Linked DNA regions of Anas platyrhynchos: region 2 is linked to region 1. The links are chromatin contacts, called in public Hi-C maps. All regions are on one chromosome and are shown on one strand. The core of a region is the stretch at or near the end of the contact, and the rest is flanking DNA. Distances in the headings are between cores, read along the strand shown.

What was found. A called contact is a pair of places that touch in the nucleus more often than the background predicts.
Region 2: a Hi-C map of skeletal muscle shows a contact between it and region 1, with 3 times the contacts expected there. The contact joins the promoter of C1QTNF4 here to the enhancer-like site in region 1. A contact is called at or near these places in 4 of 8 Hi-C or Micro-C datasets (liver, skeletal muscle and subcutaneous adipose tissue).

What each region holds. Positions count from the first base shown.
Region 1 is chr5:53,220,317-53,225,173 of IASCAAS_PekinDuck_T2T, reverse strand. The region is part of intron 4 of LOC106017018 (a long non-coding RNA gene); the gene reads right to left. LOC110352674 (a long non-coding RNA gene) reads left to right here. Exons shown (of 3, transcript XR_002402022.3): 2 at 262-375; 3 at 498-913. Among named protein-coding and RNA genes, the nearest start is that of FUT8, 210 kb to the left of the region's middle. Within about 2 kb of position 2,788, at least 2 of the 8 cell types and tissues checked have an H3K27ac peak or open chromatin away from gene starts, as enhancers often do.
Region 2 is chr5:53,487,472-53,492,553 of IASCAAS_PekinDuck_T2T, reverse strand. C1QTNF4 (C1q and TNF related 4) reads right to left here and starts at 1,436. Exons shown (of 2, transcript XM_072039079.1): 1 at 1,413-1,436.

The DNA.
Region 1 (4,857 bases), core at 1,539-4,038:
ACACAAACCTTGCAAGGAGAACATTCTATCATTCTTACTCTTCAAAAAATACCTCTGGGCCCTGTTATAACATGGAACTATCAGAAGCCCAAAATCCCAACTCACACAGTTTATTACTGCAGTGTTTGGAAATTTATTCCAATGAATCAGAGACAGAAGAAAAAAAGAGAAAGAGAGAGAGATCCCAGTTCATTCAAAGACTGTCCCACAGCTGCTTAAGGTTATAGGCTGATTCACTTGGCTTCTTCTGTTTTTTCACAGCTAACAGAGACCTTGGATGCTCTGAGACTCTCACATGCCAATCAAAACAAATTCTTAATAAACAAAGAAATCTTCTCTTTGAAATCTAAAGAGAATACTGCTGAAGAACAACAGGTAAGAAGTATTTTCCTTTCTGACAAAGCAGCAGTAACCCTCTTAAAAGAATTCAGGAAATATAAAACTATCCTTTTCTCACGCTACAAACTGGATTTTTTTTCCCCTCATTATCTTCACAGAGCGAGCTGTTTGTGAATAGCAGAAAAACAACTGTTTGTTCATCCTTAGTAATGTGAAGTCAAGCAGCTTTCTGCATCATTCCCACTCCAGGACTTGCCTCTGTGAAAGCTATAGCAGGGCTTCAAAGAACAATTGCTTCAGTTTTCACTCCTTCTAAGGCCTGGGGACGTTCCACTTCTGATCACAGTACAGCTTTATAAATCTTGAGTAACAGAGACAGTAGGCTGAGAGCAAGAATAGGTTTAGTTTTCCTTTGGAAAATTTGGTTTTGCTGTGAAGGCTCAACTTTTGAAACACAAAAGCAAAAGTGGTGATTTAGGTTTCCAGATAGTGTGAGAGTACCCACAGTGTCTTCAAAAACTATTGATAAATGACGAACCCTTCCCACTGGGCATGAAGGAGCTAGAGGAATGATTAATCTATCTCATCTCACATTTCTCTGTGCTTGCCTGCTGCAGCAGTCTGTGATTACAGTCAATGCTTTCCATTGCAAAGACTCTAGCAGACACTGTAAAATCTACTCACTTCAGATTCCAAAAGACCAGGTCAAAATTCTGTGTGTTACCCAAACAGCCACTGTGATCCTCAGAGATTTAGGGGTACAGATGGCTCAGCCAAGAGAGATACTGTGCTCAATTTACAGCTATCCATTGACTGAGATCAATACCAAAGTCTGAGACACCTTGTTACACACTGATTATAAGGAGTTCCATGTGTCCCCAAAAAATTAGAACAGCTGTAAGAAACTGGGATTTATGAAAAAGCACACAGGAAAAGGGAGAGAACACACCACTACCCTAAGAGTCCTAGACAAGGAGGGGTAGTGCATCCTTTGGATAAGAATAAGGGAATTGTGTAAAGCAAAAATTGTAGACTGGCTGTGACAACGGTGCCTGTAGGAAGAAATGTATTTACAAAAAAAGCTTTTGGAATGTCAAGACCCTCAGCCAGAATACAAACATCTTTTCTCCTTCTCATCTCCATTTTTGTCTCTTAAAGGGTACCTTCTATCTAAGGATATTTGACAGAAAGCAGCTAGAATGAAGGACTGAAGGGTGACAGGACAGAAGAACAGAGTTGGTCATGACTTTGTGAATACCACTGCTGACCACAGAGAAAGGAAGTATCTAATGTCGTGGCTCCCCACACCTCCACGGTGCTCTGCTCTAACATGGCCATGTTCTGACTCATTTAATGAGTACTCTGGAATAACTGGTCAAATGATGTCAGCTGTCTGTTTCTCATCCTTTGCTTTAATCTCTCCCATTCAATCACTGTCTTAAAGAAGAAACAATCCCCCCCCCCCCCCAAAAAAAAAAGGGGGGGGGGAAGTAAAAATCAAAGAAAACTTCAGGTTATTTTTGCAGACTGTATCAGATACCACACATCTACTAAGATGTTTCTGAAGCACTTTCAGTAGAAGTTAAAAAGCATCCGCTTTTCTAGTTACTCTTTTTCCTAGCTTGGCTTGCTGCTCAGCCTTTCCATCAGTAGTGTCTTGGGGTTAGCAACAAACCCCAAGGCCAGCGTCTGAGCATGGTGCCATATTATCATTTTTCTGCTGAGAATGATGACTTCAACGTGCCCACAAGTATGAGACAAAATAGTCCTTGTTAGGTAGCAGAACCAGGTAAAAGCTCACGTATGACTTCTCTGTGGTTCCTGCATTCCACTTAACTTCTAGCTCAGCGTGTAATATAAAGTGTAAAGCACTATATTTCAGCATACAGGTATGTAAGTGCTTGGCCCAGTGGATTCTTGTGTGCACAGAATTGTGAATTGTACATGGCTATGAGTACTGCAAGTGCAATGATCAAAACTTTTCCTGACCCTTAGCTGTCTCTTGTAAATTCCTATTACAGGCATTTGAGTCAAAACAAATAATTCATTTCTTCCACAGCTCCTCTGTCTCTCATGTGAAATTTCCATTTAAGTGGCTGGTGATTGTACATCCTATCAGTGCTGCCTGCAGGATGCCCTCTGATTTAAATAGGTTTGTGCCAGTTTTCTCTAGCCTTCTATTTAAGCCAAAGGGCATGATAATGTATGTGGGTAAAACGTGCCTGGAAAGTGGGAATAAGAAAATCTCAGAGTTTGAATGTCCAGAATTGCTGTTTCCCCTTTGAGCAAACAATCAATTAAGTCCTCCACACCGCAGTTATCTTTTATTGTCTGCACATGTGTTTGACCTCAAATCCCTATTCAAGGATAAAAAGGGACATGATCTCACAATGAGCCTCATACTTTTCAAATCTAGAAGGTGGTCACAGGGGAGCTGAATAATATTGATGCTGTAGCTCTGAATCACGCTTTCTGTGGTAGACAAAGCTTAGCCCACATAGCATGCATGTATATGTAAACACCTTTAGATTCAGTTTCAGAAGAAAAGCATGACTGAAAATGTTGTCTTTCTGCACGACCTCCAATGTGCCAAATCCCTGCTCCTCTCTGTATGATACAGCTACAGGGAGACCTGGGCCCAGAGGGAGACAGCCCAAATGAGAGTGAGGGAGAGAAAGACTGTATGAGAATAGATGAATTTGGACAGCAATCAAACTGTTGTGGTTTTTTGTTTTGTTTTGCTTTCCCCCCCTTTGTATTTTAATTACAGAGTTTTAAATATTCTCAATGTGGGGAGGAAATATGCATGTCTGTGAGTATTTGATCTGTCACTGACTCTGTCTATGTCTGCAACCACATTACCATGGGGAGATTCTTGGGTTCTTTAGGAAGAGCAGAGGAGATGAAATGAGATACAATATGCTGGAGTCTGGCACAAAGAACTGAATAGAACTGGCCAATAGCCAAATGTTTTCATTTCTGGCAGAAAGGCATTAAATGAGACACTGACTGCATTTAATTGGGCAGTTTTCTGATTAAATAAATAAATAAAGCTGTACATGTGCTTTACATATTTACATATGTATTTTGCCATTCTTAAATACTTTTCTCATTCCCAATCTGTTGGAATCTATTTAAAATTTGTCATAAGGTTGGAAACAAAAATGAAAGAGGAGGAAATTTATTTCAGGATTTATTTGCTGAGGCTGACTTAAAGAAATGCAGGGGAGGAGGGTCAACAAATCTTTCACTGAAATTTGTCTCCATTCACTGGAGGAGTGATGCTGGAGATGCCCATGTAATTATTTTATACAGTGGGATAAGTGGTTTTCTGGGGGCCCAAAAGAACATGTGTGTATACATATTTATATACCCACAAGAATTTGCCTTTTTGATCTTTTGTTTGCCTATTGACGGATCCCTTTGCCTGTTCCATTCCTTCTGCAGTCCACACAAAATGCACGAAGGCGTATGTTTTGGTTTTCCTGATATCTTTACACTGTTTGCTTACTTGCAGAAACTGTCTGAGGAAAAAGATCAGTATAAGAGTATAAGATGGGTGGACAGAATAGGGTTTATGTGAGTGTGCTAAATTGGTCAGGTTATAATTACCTCAAGCTCTTATGCATGCTTACATAATATGCGTGCAACTTAATAAGTTTCTAAATTGCCCATGGAAATCTTCATTGAAACCATAGATGACTCTGGCAGCTCACTTGCCTGAGACACATATGCTGTAGATCAAGCAGTAGAGCATTATTGAAATTGTATTTTGTTCATCAGGAGGGCCAAAAAAGCTTTCAGTGTTTTAACAGCAAAATTATCTACAAGGATTATTCTGCCATGTTAAAACGAATTTTCAACTTTCATTACTATTTTCTCCTTTGCTAAAAATGCTGGTCACCCAGGGACAGGTTATCACATGAACACTTGATTTACTAACTAAAGTATAACCTCTGAAATAACAGACAGTTAAGGAAAGCCCTTGGTAAACAAGGGTTGCTGAAATGGCTAGATCTCTAGCTTACTTCCCTTTCCCTAGCAGTCTAAACTCTACCTGTATCTTAATGAATATCACTAGATTCAAGCTGTAGATCTCCCAATCCAGCTACCTCTTCTCAGGTTCAACGTTTGTTGTGTCTATTCTATTCTGTGCAGTTTGTGTCCTTTTATCTACCAGTATCTTCTCTGTATTTAAATCAATATCCTATGCCTACATTATCTGCTGACACAATTCCTGTGGGGTCATTTCCATTTCTACTAAATTCAAGCAAATGGGTTATAAAAGGCCACCAATTTAGAATGATGGCATTCACACCGATTTTTTTTCCCCAGATAGTGGTGACTGTCTAAGCTGCAGAGCAGAGAAAAATCAAATCCTCAGATTCTCAAGTCAGTATATTCAAGTGACCCCTGACTGCACTGTACTTCATAGTACTTCACTTGCTTTTGGCACTAGTGACATGTCTGCAGAACTTCTCATATCTAAATCCCACTGTATTCTCTACAGTTGATTTA
Region 2 (5,082 bases), core at 187-2,686, 270 kb before region 1:
AGTCTGATTAAAAACTTGAAACGCTGACATTTTATGGACAGTATACATAAGGGAGGTTGTAATTACTAAATTTTCATTTAACGAATTTTAACTTGGAGATGGCCTTACAAATGAGGGTATTAGAAATGATACAGTACTGGATTTCTCATTTAGAAACTCATTTAGATAGAAAAAGTGAGCTATTAATCAATTATTTAAAATTTAGTCTAAAATGCCACTATGACAAAGGAAATTCAAAATACTGAGGAAATCAGGAGGTAAGGAATTCTGATCTCTCTCTTTTTCTTAGTCTTGAGAGAACTACAGGAGTTTATTCACAGGATTTTCTGACAAGGCTGCGGGTAACAGCAAAGACTTCATGACCCATTAAACGCTTTTTTATCCCATGCTTGCAGGAGCCTTATTTTTGCTATAGCCAGGAGCCTACAACGGAGTCTAATCCCTGCTTTTAGAAACTAGAAGAACCACATCTGTAGTTGTGTCCAGACTGTAGCCCTTTTTAAATGAATCAGTGGGCTAGGGAATGTAGTCAGGCTAAATATTTTGAGATTTCATCCAAAGACTTGGAGCATGTTTTCAGAGGAGGCAACTAAGGCCAAACAGCTAATGCTGCTAGGTGATATTATTAAGCCTATAATAAAATGTCCTTTCATCAGCACTTTGCATACAGGCAGCAGAGGTCCTATTGCATCGTTCTGCTTGCTTATCTGGGTGGTTATCAGTCTATCAGTCGTGGACACTATCTTCTGTCTTTCACAACAGCTAGCAGTTAAAGCTGGCTGAGGGTGAGCAGGTGTCACTGCTATGTCATGTAAGGACAGTCACGGAAAGGCTGCTCGCAGGAATTTGAAAATGTGCTGAGGAGTAGGGAATTAGGCCAGATCATCATCAGCTAGATTGCAAAATATTATGGAAATGGATCCGGGATACCCAAGATGAACACCATTTCTTTTGATAGTGTGGGTCCAAACAGTATACAGATGTTGCCTTCTTTCCTAAAAACAGAATGTGCAGGGGCAATGGTTTCCTGAACAAAGGTTAACTGATTTTAAAGGTGCATCCCTGAACAGTCAACACATTTTGGAGACAAGACAACAAGCAGCATGAAAGCTTGCTTAGAGCAAGATCTCTGGAACCTGTCAGCTTTCTGAGCAAGAGAAGAGGACTCCTTTTCCCCTGCATGCTCTGTCTCCAATGCTAAAAGAAGATACACAGCTTGAACCAGGCTTGCTACATTAAAGGTTCTCCAAGTTTTGCCCTCAAGACACGTTGGTCCAAACTACACTGCTAACTCACAGTGGGAAACAGATCAGGCACAGGCAGTTTGCAAAGCTTTTAGCCCCAAGTGTAGACTGAGATTACTGTTCTCCCCAGGACTTGTGAAGCTTTAAAGACTGCGCACGGTTTCCTACCTTTCCTCAGCCTTCACCTGGTTTCACATCATGGCTCCAGAGCGACTCTGACACACCGAATGGATGAGACACGCACATCTGTTTTCTGCAATTACAAAGATAGAGAAAACATTTCATGCAGGGTATTTAAGCATTGGAATTATTATAAAATAAGAACTATTTTTATGTTGAACTGTCAGCAGGTAAATTTCTCCTGGTTTTCACATTTTTATGCTGCATTTCCTACATCATGCAGTAGATGGCAGAGTCCATCAAAAAATTTCGCTGTCATTTTCGCAGAAGGAAAGTTGATCACACTTTTATCTTTGTTAGATTCTCATGTTTAATTTAAAATAAATTTAGAGCAACCTTTTTATGGTTTTGGACATTTTTAACGTACATAATATTTCTCTTGTTGCAAGGTTTATTTCTTTTTAATGTAATTTGTATTAATAAAAGATTAGTCTTTCAAAATTGCGTTGATATTTCAGATTTTTTTGATGAGATTTGAGATATACTGGACAACTTTAATAAATTTCTTAACTTAAACTACACTTAAGGTTCTGCCGCTATGACATATGAAATATTAACTTCCATGTTATTTGCATTTGATTCCATTAGTCATACTAGAAACAGCAGAAAAGAAGCGTGCTTAAGGCACAGAAAAGAGAAATAAAAAACATATCAGAACTAATCATAATTCAGCAAGCGTAGTTCCAAATATTCAGTTGCAAAGACTGAAAAATATTAAATTAATCCCCACCCTAAAGTTTAATAAAAAGCATTACTTTACTTTCTTCCCATCAATCCAGATTTCTAATAAAATATTTCTTAATGTTACTTTCAAGCTTTTGACCGTCAGCTGAAATGCTATAGACTGCACCTCGAGATTTCATTGATTTCTACAGGTGAGATATGATAAAGTGTGTGCAAGTTTTAAAGAGCAGTAAGCAAGCTCGTAACTAAGAGGAACGTAATGGTTTATTCTCAGAATTAGTCTTGCGATCCAAAGGGTTTTAGCAGAGAAACATAACCAAGGATTATGAAAATTTCTTCTCTGAGTACAGCATGGCAGTCCAGCTGGCAGTGCAGGGACCATGCACTGCAGCCGGCCCATTTCTACTACCTAAGAGGAGACAAGAGTGTATTTTGACAGTGTGTGCTCTTTGCACAAAAGCGGAAGATCTCAGTTTGTGCTTACTGAATCCAGGGGCTAAATTTAAGACAAAATTTCCACGGGAGCAGAGAGCCTCTGGGCCTCTGCTACAGGAGCACAGCCCAGCACTTACAGCTCCTGTGTGGCCTCTGAACCTGCCGTCTGTCCTGTGTGGTGGAGGAAACGGGCTGTGTTGCTCTGAGGTATCAGAGAACAGGTGGAAGTGTGGGACCAGGCAGGGGATAAAGTTAACGTTATCGTAACTGAATCTGGGATTCCTGTACTGCCGTTATTTCTGGCTGTCACTGCCTGGAATATCGATTATCTCAGGTGTGACTCACATCAACAGCTGGCTAAAAGGAAGAGCTACCACCACCCCTGTTTAGTATGAACAAACAGAACTTCCTATCCAAGTGAGATTGATTTAACTCTTACTGTAAATTTGCCAATGCAAACGTAACCGGTGAATGTGGTTTAACATGAGCAAGGAGTTCAACACAAATAATTTCCATCTCTAAGTATAAACCTTTAAAGCGTACTCCTTGTTAAACATGTACGCACCCTTGCAGATAAACAAGTCCACTCTGCCAGCCCTCCTGACTTTATATATACCTGAGCAGTGTTCAGTTTAGGCTGAAGTCTGCCAAACCCCCATGACAAACTGAAGAGCCCTGGACTGTGTTGTTTTCCAACAGGCTCCCAGAATTGTTTTGTTTATTTTGCTGTTCAAGTGCTGAAGGCAGAAATGTATTTCATTTCCATTCTCTGTGGCATAGGAAGGTACCTGTTCTCTTTCATATGCAGTAAAGGAGCTGTAACATATTTCACCCAGGCAAAGAAGAGCAAAAGGTCAATGTTTAAAACCATTCTCTAACCTTTTTTGGGGGAAATAGGCATTTTGTTTAAATCCCATATGATAAATTTTTTAGAGCCTCAATGTATTATTAGCATAATTAGCTTTAGAAAGAGAATGTAGGAGCTTATGGAATAGGAGAGAATGGCTGAGAGACAGTCAAGAACAACAGGATACTGTGGAGAAGAACTGAAGGCAGCCTCAAAAGCTTGGCTACCAGGTGCTGTTATTTCTCCTGGGATGTGTAGTCAGTGACAGCCGTGTTTATTATACCAGTGAATTTCTATTAAATTTTTACTGACTTGTGAACTGAAGAAGCTCCTTGCCACTGCCTGGTACACCGAGCTGTCCACTCAGGCCCTGGATAAAACACACTTCTCACAGCTCTGCAGCTCCTCTGCTCAAATAAAGCCATGCTGGTCTCTGACAGCAGTGCTTTCAGACTCTACAGATTGTCCCTCAAAATCGAACAAGTACATGCAGATTCCCTTATGTTTGGTTCAAACATGGTGTGGTGGTTTTACCGTGCTAGGCAGCTGAACTCCACCACAACCGCTCCCTCACTCCCCCTCCTCTGCTGAGGAGGGGAATAAGTAGAAGAAAGAACAGCTCACGGGTTGAGATAAGGATATTTTAATTAAAGGGAAAAAATAATTAATAAGGAAAGATTATTAATTAAACAATTTATCTAAAGGGGAGTGAGGGGAAGGGTAAAAGGGAGGGGGAAAGGGAAAAAACAAAACAAAACAAGTAAAGGCTGTGTGGAAGTGCAGAGGAAAGAAATTACTGTCTGCTTCCCACAAATGAGCACTGCCTGACCACATCCTCGAAGCAGGGCCTCAATGCACGTAGCTGGTGCTCGGGAGGACAGACATTTTCACAACGAGAGCTCACCACTCCCCTCTTCTTCCTTTTTCCACCTTTTATTGCTGAGTGTGACATCTTATGGTATGGAATATCCCTTTGGTTTAGGTCAGCTGCCCTGGGGATGTTTCTTTTCTCACTTTTTTTGCCCACTCCCTAGGAGGGTTACAGCGAGTCCTGATGCTGTGGCAGCACTGCTCAGCAGCAGACACAACACTGATGTGATAACACTGCTGTTCTAGCGATAAGTGCAGAGCACAGCACTGTATGGGCTGCTGCAGGGAAAGTTAACTCCATCCCGGCCAGACCCAGTATGCATGGGAGACATTTCCCCCCAAACTTCACAGCTCTTCATGTGGGATCTGTTGCAATTTTAAACACAGGACTGGGGCCACCATGACGGGAGTTATCTATCTGTGAGGCTGAGACATGGCAAAGTCTCAAAACTTCAGCTAGGCAGCTCATCCATCACCAGCTAAAGTGCAAGCATTTATCCCACCTGTTAGCTCAGCCTTCAGAATACCGCGCTGTGAACATGGTGCCATTTTAGCTGGGAAGCCGCTGTCTTGGTTCTCGGTTTCTGAGATTAAGATAGCCTGGACTGAAAGCTCTTTGATGAAGAAGGCTGAAAATGGCGTGGGCACCTGTCCCCTAACCCCTTGTTTAACACTGCTGTTTGTAGGCCCTTCAACACAGTCCTGGACCAGCATGGTCCAAAGGATTACTTCTTGCAGGCCACATCCAGTCAGTCCCGTCCCACCTGGCCAGATGGATGTCACCTATTTGCAGTTTGGTGCCAGTCATTTGATTACTTCTAA